3 separate regions of the Canis lupus genome follow, and all the other regions are linked to region 3. Evidence: chromatin contacts called from public Hi-C data. All regions are on one chromosome and are shown on one strand. Each heading gives the region's core, a stretch centred on a gene start, on an enhancer-like site or on the middle of the called end of the contact. The rest is flanking DNA. Distances are from core to core; before and after follow the strand shown. Region 1 holds the start of ABHD18 (protein ABHD18). Region 2 holds the start of JADE1 (protein Jade-1). Region 3 holds the start of PGRMC2 (membrane-associated progesterone receptor component 2).

The links. Hi-C and Micro-C count contacts between places; a contact is called where the count stands out from the background.
Region 1: a Hi-C map of blood shows a contact between it and region 3, with 2.7 times the contacts expected there. The contact joins the promoter of ABHD18 here to the promoter of PGRMC2 in region 3. A contact is called at or near these places in 2 of 9 Hi-C or Micro-C datasets (both in blood).
Region 2: a contact with region 3 is called in a Hi-C map of blood, with 3 times the contacts expected there. The contact joins the promoter of JADE1 here to the promoter of PGRMC2 in region 3. A contact is called at or near these places in 2 of 9 Hi-C or Micro-C datasets (both in blood).

The regions. Positions count from the first base shown.
Region 1 is chr19:13,791,479-13,794,178 of UU_Cfam_GSD_1.0, reverse strand. ABHD18 (protein ABHD18) reads left to right here and starts at 1,269. Exons shown (of 13, transcript XM_038564690.1): 1 at 1,269-1,552. All of the region lies in intron 1 of MFSD8 (major facilitator superfamily domain-containing protein 8), which reads right to left.
Region 2 is chr19:13,057,577-13,060,276 of UU_Cfam_GSD_1.0, reverse strand. It overlaps JADE1 (protein Jade-1), which reads left to right and starts at 1,434. Exons shown (of 11, transcript XM_038564644.1): 1 at 1,434-1,517.
Region 3 is chr19:13,524,852-13,527,551 of UU_Cfam_GSD_1.0, reverse strand. It overlaps PGRMC2 (membrane-associated progesterone receptor component 2), which reads right to left and starts at 1,389. Exons shown (of 3, transcript XM_038564665.1): 1 at 942-1,389. The coding sequence starts at 1,359. It overlaps LOC102151797 (importin subunit alpha-8-like), which reads left to right and starts at 1,900. Exons shown (of 5, transcript XR_005373926.1): 1 at 1,900-2,278; 2 at 2,388-2,620.

The DNA.
Region 1 (2,700 bases), core at 20-2,519, 270 kb before region 3:
ATAGAGTCCCACGTTGGCTCCCTGCATGGAGCCTGCTTTTCCCTCTGCCTGTGTCTCTGCCTCTCTCTTTCTGTCATGAATAAATAAATAAAATATTAAAAAAAATTTTTTTTAATTGCAAGACATATAGTCCGTCTAGTAAATCAGAGACCAAAGACACACAGCGCCCAGGGAGTTTCAAACAAAGTGGTTAAAATAAAAGCTCGGTGCTTAAAAGACAAATGTGCAAAACTTAACATGGTCGTCGACAGCTTAATGTGTATCAATTAATTTTTTTTTTTTTTTGACATAGGCAGAGGGAGAAGCAGGCTCCATGCACTGGGAGCCCGACGTGGGGTTCGATCCCGGGTCTCCAGGATCGCGCCCTGGGCCAAAGGCAGGCGCCAAACCGCTGCACCACCCAGGGATCCCATGTGTATCAATTAATTTGACAAATTACGTTTCAAAGAAAATAGTCCCGTTTTCCTAAAGACAAAAAAAAAAATAGATACTTCATTGCGTAGTGAGACAAACTGTAACAAATCTGAATTACTGTCCGTAAAGTAGGCCCAATACAACCAGGATTAGGAGTCGAACTACATACAGTTCATCCTCAAACTCTGGGAAATTAAGTCAATATACTTGGCAAAGGGGAAAGGTGTGCCCGTTTCGTACAGGTTGACCTGCTAACAAGGTATCAAAAGTCATCGCGCAATTTAGCCAAACGGAGGAGTATCTTCAAGTATCCACTTAAAAGCATCATTTCGGAACCTCCGTGAAACGCGTGCAGCGAGGAGCTCCAAGGGGACAGGGAACGCAGGGGGCAGCGGGCGGAGGGCCGAGGGCGCGTCTGGAGGTCGGTCACGCCTTCCCCAGGGCCCGCGGGCTCGCCGCGCCGCCGAACTTCGCGCCTCGGCAGCAGGAGCCACCGCCGGATCGCGCGCAACCGCTGCGCGCGCAGCGAGGCTGACGCCGGACGAGGGGGCCAGCCCCAACAGTGCAGGAAGGTGAGGGGGCCTTCCTCCAACATCCGCTCACCTGCTTCCGGGTGTGCGGTCGCCTAAGAGCGGCTCCTGCTCAGCCTCCAACCCCAGGCTCGCCATGATTCCGCCGCCCCCGACGCGGTGAGGCCAACTCTCGCGACACCTCCTGCTCCCTCGCGTTCCCCTCGGCCGAAGCTGTCAGCGCGAGCGCGCAAGTGCGCGTGCGTGCCCGGCAATTCGGGGTGGGCGGGGCGAGGGAGGCGGGGCAGAGACTCAGTCACGTGGGAGGCCCGACGGCGCAGGGCGGGAAGAGGCCGGGGGCGGGGCCCTGCGTCCTCGCTCTCCTGGGGCGCGCGGGTGTCTCGGGCGCCTGGGACCGTGCGCGCGACGGCCTGAGAGGGTTCGGGGAGTGACGAAACGGCTCCCCCGCCTCCCCAGCCTTGGCTGGCTGCGCCCTTTGGCTCCCGCGTTCCTGGAGAGGCTGCTGTCGCTGCAGCTGGGGCTCCGAGGGAAAGCGAGTCCCGGGAGCCAGGGGAGCGGCGGTTCCGGGAGGCTCGGCGGCTGGACAGCAGGCGCCCTCGGCTCGGCCAGTGAGTACGCAGCAGGTCCGGGCCGCGCTCCCCGAGCCCCTGCGCGCGCTGCCTACGTGCCGGGAGGCAGGCACTGGAGGCGCGGGCTCGGCTGCAGGCGCGGGGGTCCGGGCCCCGCACGAGGCGGGGCTTCAGGGCGCGCTGTGGCCGCCCCGGGGGAGGCCGGCGGGCGGGCGGTCTCTGACCCGCCGTGGAAGGTGCAATGGTCTCGGCGCTGCCGTTGTCTCGCGCTGCTAAATGCAAAGGTAGTGCCTCGTTGGGGCCTGCGTGGGGCTGTGCAGGTGGGGGGCCAGCTCTTTCTAATCTGCTGACCCTCAGGTCGGCATCTCCCCGCCGCCTGCGCGGACGGGGCGATTTTCAGTCTTGCAAGATGCATGTCACTCCGCAGACCCTGCTGTTGTAACCTGGGGGTTGGAAAAGGCCCAGCCTCGGTGTAGCAGTGACCGGCTCCTTTCATCATAAAGATGACATTTTAATTTAATTTTTTTTAAGATTTTATTTATTTATTCATGAGAGACGCAAGAGAGAGACAGAGGCAGAGACACAGGCAGAGGGAGAAGTACGCTCCATGCAGGGAGCCCGACGCGGGACTCGATTCCGGGTCTCCAGGATCAGGCCCTGGGCTGAAGGCAGACGCTCAACCGCTGGGCCACCCGGGCTGCCCAAAGATGACATTTTTAGAAAGCACGGGTGTTTCAGTTTTGTTTCAGTAGATCTTGATGCAGTCTCTTTCCTGGTGCTTACATATTAACATCTTCTGCGAGTAGGCTTGTAAGCTAATTGGTAGCAGTGGTCATTATGTGTGTCATGATTATTGTTTTATTAGGACTGATACACTCTCATGTGATTTCATTTGATTACAACTGGTCCTGTGAGATAGGTAGAGCAGACACGTTTCTGTTTTATAGAGAACTAAGGTTCAGAGAAGTAGACAACTTACCCAGAGCCGCTTGGTGTGAAAGTGGCAGAATTGGGACTCAATTCGGTTAATTCGACCAATATTTATAAGCAGCTTCCCTGTGCCAGGCCCTATATTAGTTATCTGTTCTGTGGTATATAGGCCATGACTTTTGGCTTTTGTCTTGTTTGTGACCTTCCTGTGTTTATCCTAGCAGGCGTATTCCATGGTGAGCAGCTAAATTTGAAAT
Region 2 (2,700 bases), core at 185-2,684, 470 kb after region 3:
ACGAGGCTGACACGTCCTCTTCCTCAGTGCAACAGGAGAGGAAGACAGAAGACGTATACTTAAGGTTTCCTTTGGTTTAAGTGCTTTCTGAAAAAAGTATACAGAGGCTAAATTAGTTTTGTCTTGCCACATTTATCAGATTATTATGTTCTTGATGCAGGTGGATAGGTTGGTACATGATTGTGTGAAATCAAACCTGATAATGTTCGGAAGAGTTCTTCCAGCAGTTCCAACATGCCTTCGGGTTCAATATTCAGTTTTGTAATTAGTGATCACTCTTGCTATTTACTGAAGGGGAGTTTTAATCTGCACCCATGTCTTTTTTCCTTTGGAACCTAAGGGTCACATAGACTTCTTTTTCTCCTCTGTGTTAACCTCCACATAAAAAAGCAAATTTGTATTTTCTGGAATATTGGCAACCGGTTATTTTTACCCATACATACCCTCCCGGATAAGCCTCTAATGATTAATTTTACATTAGTCCGCAACTCCAGTTTCAGCTTTAGTGTCCATTCTCTCATTCCGAAGGCAATGTCCAGTCCTGAAATCCTGTGAACTAGAAAGGTGGTGTCTGTCCACTTATAAATAATCATTGCCCTCCAACGAATCAATCCTCACTTGCAATGATCAATGTCCGATACAACCTCGGGTGAAGACGCAAATCCATCTCCAAAACTGGATTCCCTGTATTTAAAAACGTCATCCCGATTCTCAACTCCCTAGAACTGTTACTACAAAAGAACTGTTTATTTTGCCATTCAGCCTAAAAATAAAACCTTTCACCTAGATCACACACTTTTTCTTTTAATAGTCACATATATATATATATATATATATATATATATATATATATTTTTTTTTTTTTTCTTCTTTCTGTGAAGAATTTCAAACTAAATCTGCGAGAATCCATTTCCAGGTACAAACAAGGAGATCGGACGAGAATCGCGACCGGGGCAGTTTGGAGGGGGGGATCTCAAAGCCCACCTTCCCGCCTGGAGACCCCCTGGAGAAGGTCCTGACTTGCAAGGGAAGCGAGGGGAGGGATCTCAAGGGCGGGACGGCGCCCCCCACCCTGCGGCCCGAGGCCCCGCCCCCGAGGCCCAGGCCCCGCCCCCACCCGCGGCCCCGCCCCCCGCGGCCCGAGGCCCGCGAAGAGTTAACGAGGGACGGAGCCCCCCGCGCGGCGGACTCCCGGCGCGCTCCCTCCGCCCTCGCGTCCCCACCCTCGCGTTCGGGCAAGGAGTAAAGTGCTCCCCCCTGTGGCAGCAGTGACCCAGAAAGGAGTTCGATTCGCACGGCCCCTCCTCCATCAGCCGCCGAACGCCCGTCCGAGAGTGCCTCCCTGCGCGAGGGCCGCGTGTGTGCGCGCCGGCAGAGCAGGGGCCCGCCCGGCTCCGCGCCCGCCCGCCCGCCCGCCCGCCCGGCTCCCCGCCCGCCCGCCCGCCGCGGCCCGAACTCATGCAGCGCGGAGCCGGCGGCGTGGAGCCCAGCGCCTCCGCCGAAGCCTTCCGCAGCAGGTAGGCGCGCGGGCCGCGGGGCGCGGGGCGCGGGGGGCGGGGGGCCGCGCGTGGGTCCGCGCGTGTCCGCGCGTGGGTCCGTGTGCGCGTCCCGGTACCGCGGCGGCGGCGGCGGCGGCGGCTGCAGGACCAGCCGAGAGGCTCAGCCATATTTGATGGTTTTGTTGCTCTGCTCGGGAGTTCTCGGGAGTAATTTAATGCCGAAGGTCGCTGCCTAGTGGAAATAATATAGTACGTCATTAATATGGCGCCAAAAGATTGGGTTCTCGATATGTAGCGAGCGAGGAGGGAGGGAGGGCCGGCCGCCGCCGAGCGCCGCGTTACTATCCCACCAGCAACTTGGGCATTGCCGGGGCGGGGGCCGGAGGAGGAGGACGAGATGGTTTTGGGATCCTGAGAATTGATCTGTGTTTGGATCAGTAAGTTGTATTATGATCCTTTTTCCAAAAAAAAAAAAAAAATTTTTTTTTTTTTTTTGCCGGGTGGGTGGGGGTGGTGGTGGCGCTGAAGACTTCGAGCTTTTCTTTTTTTTTTTTCTTCTTCTTCTTTCGGATTTGCGAAGAACGTGCGGTTTTCAGGTGAATCCTCCTTTACACGCGTGTAGGAGCAGAAGCCCAGTCTAGTTGGCTTTAGCGGATACACATTTAAAAAAAAAAAAAAGCCAAAGCGCATTAGGCTGCATGAAAGTGGAAAGCATAGTAGCAACTTGGTAGACAGATGGCAATGGCAGAACGCAGGTCCGCGTACATATATGAATCCGGAGTGTGTGTGTGACCGCGGCGGGCGGGGGGGGGCGACGACTGTATCTGTCCAGACGTATAGGTGTGTGTGTGTGTGTGTGTGTGCGCGCGCGTGTGTGTGTGTAGGTCCGTCTCGGCAGGGTGGCCGCGGCAGCCCTGGCGCTTGTCACCGCGTCACCACATGTCCAAAATATTCTGTGCATCAATGCAAGGGCAGGGAGCAGGGGGTGCAGGGACAGCTCGGCAGTCAGATCCTCCCAAATCGGGTTTCCAGGGAGCGGACCCTTTCACTCAAAGCGAGACTGCCTGCAAAGTGTAAAGCCCTTCACCGGTGAGCCCAGGAAGGAGTTGCCTCGGTAGAGCAAAGTACCGATTAACCGTGAACTTAAAGCGGATTGCAAACTGCAACCTTTGGCACCATCTGCAGACCGTGCAGACCGTGG
Region 3 (2,700 bases), core at 140-2,639:
ACGGTTCTCGGAAAGCAAAGTTCTAAAAATCTCTAACTTGCAAAACTGGTGCACTGGGGTATGGATTTATGTAGCTCTTTTAAGTTTTTGCTGCTCAGTGAAAACACAAGTCATTATCAACGTGGATTTGAATACTTGCCTTCCTACTATCAAAAAAAAAAAAAAAAAAAAGTAAAAAGAAACCAGGCAGGCCCGCCTGCTGGGTATTTGAGCTCCACCTCCAAAACTCAGGGAGACTATCCTTGCCAGTCTTTATTAAGATCTACATTCTGGTCTGTCCTCATCCTACATACAGTGTTAATCTTGGAAAGCATCTCCATACTAAAACTGGTTTGAAAAAAAAAGTCTGAGGTGTTGCTTATATGCTCAGACTTCACAAGCTAAACGGTGGGGGCTTGGAAGTACGTGTACCTAAACGTGGCCTTATGGGGAATAGTAGAGAAAAGGGAGATCAGTGACAAAACAGAGTAAAGAAAGGAAAGCTGTGAATTACCTGGCCTACAAACTTTGGGTCCCTACATTAGGCATCTCCCGTCCCTCCTGCCCCCACCCATCCCAGGAATCAGAAAGCTCAAGAAAGGTAGTGGGCTAGCGTGACGGGCGACAACTGGGAAGATTCTGAAAAAAAAAAAAAAAAAATCAGCAGAAGAAAAAGCTTCGTGGAGGAACGGGATGGGAGAAAGAGGAGAGCTGAGAGCCGGTTCCTGGGGCGACACTGAAACCTGCACTTGGGCCGGGGGGGTGACCTGCAGGCGCCCGGAGCTGGGGGTGTGTGTGGGGCGGGCCGTCCCAGGTGCAGGAGCCAAGCCGCAGGGGTCCAGACGTCGGGAAGGCTGGGCAAACTAACCCGGAGCCCAGGGGCCTCCCCGTCTCGCGGGGGGTGGGGGGGTCGCACAGGAGCTGCAGGAGGTCCTCCCCCTCCCCTTCCAACTCCTCCTCACCCGGGCCGTAGAACTTGCTGCCTTTGGTCACGTCGAAGACTTTCCCATTGACCGCGAGCAGGATGCGCGGGGTGCGGGAGCCGTCGTACTGTCGCAGCTGCTCCAAGCTGAAGTCCCGCTTCTTCATGCGAGGCAGCGAGGCAGCGGGGCTCTCCTCGCCCGCGCCGGCCCCGGTGCCCAGACCCCGCCGCCCCCAGCGCACCCACAGCCGGTAGGCCCCCAGCAGCACCAGCGCCACCAGCGCCACGTTCAGCAGCATCTCCCCGCCCCCCGTCAGAAGCGCCAACGCTGCTGCCGCCCAGCCGCCCCCTTCTGCTGCCGCTCCCACGCCGCTGGGGCTCTCGCTGCTGCCGTCGCTGCTGCTCTCGCTGCCACTCCCCAGGGTGCCTAGCTTCACGTCCCCATCACCCGCCGCCATCACTGCCCGCCAGCGCCTTCCTCCTCCTCCCCGCCCCCTGCCCTCCCCAACCCCACGGCCGACCCCGCCCCTCTGGGGGCCTCCCAGCCAATGACAGGAGGGGAGGGGGCGGGGCCAAGCCTGCTCTCCATTGGGTGTTGAAGGGGTAACGTTGTCTCGGATCGCTCCCTCCCCCCTCCCTTCTTCAGCAGGCCGCGCTCGCGTGCGACGCCCCGCCCACCTCGCCCCACACTTCCCTGCTTTCGCTCAGCGCCTCGGCTTGCAGAAGTACAAGACGGGGAGGGGCGGGCCTGAAGAAAAGATGCAGCGCCGGCCGCGCGCGCGCGCGCATAGGCGGGGGGACACTACAGCGCGTGCGCGGGTTCCGGAGCGCCACGCGCTCTCCTTTCCCCTGCGCCTCCTCCGGGGGGCCGGCCCCGCCCGGTTGGTTCCCTCCGCTCTACGCGCGTGCGCCCCGGAATCGCTTCCCTTCCCAGGCTTGGGTTCGCGTCCGCGCACTCCCGCCTCAGCGCGGCGGCTCGGCACGGGGACTTCACGTGCGCCGGGGCGGCCGCGGAGGCGGAGTCTCAGTCTCGTGGGGTCGCCTTTTCGGGGGCGCAGGTTGGCGGCTTGTGGGAGGCCGCGACCCAGTTTTCATTACTGGCGCAAACTGTTGAGGGGCGTCTCTTTTTTGTCCCCCCCCGGGCGCCGTCGCGCCTGTCTGGAAGCCAGGAGCGTGGGCGCGCAGACAGAGCTGCCGCCCGGAGGTGTTGGCGACGGGCTGGAGCCCTCCTGGCGCAGGAGGAGCGCACGGAGCCCGCGCCGGGGCCGCTGGGCGCCCGGAGCCCGCTTGCTGTCTGCGCCGGCACCGAGCCGCCACCGACGGTGGTCTTGGCCGAGGCCGCTCCCGCAGAATTCGCTTTCAGGTTTTACGCTGAAGGTGCTGTTCCTGAATGAATAGTCTGTGGCGGTAGGGAAGTGGATAGAATGAGGCGGTCCTTCTGTTCCCTCATTCAGCTTTAACTCACGATTTCTTTTTATCTCCTTAGGTCCTTCGTAGTCTTTTAGGCTCCCAAGTCCTTAAAAACAAAACAAAACAAAACACAAAAAACCTGGCGTAAATGTCTCACCTCTGAAGCCTTGTTCTGGGCCCCTTACCTCAGGCGCTCATCTCACTGGACTTGGGCTTTCCTGCCCTGGTCTGTTTTGGTGTTGGTGAGTTCCCACACAACCACCCCAAGAACGGCCAGTTGTGGACTACCGGTGTGCCGAAAGAATGAAGGTGTGTTAAGGGAGTAACACTTTGGGTCTAATCTTTTTTTTTTTTTTTTAAGATTTTATTTATTCTTGAGAGACCCAGAG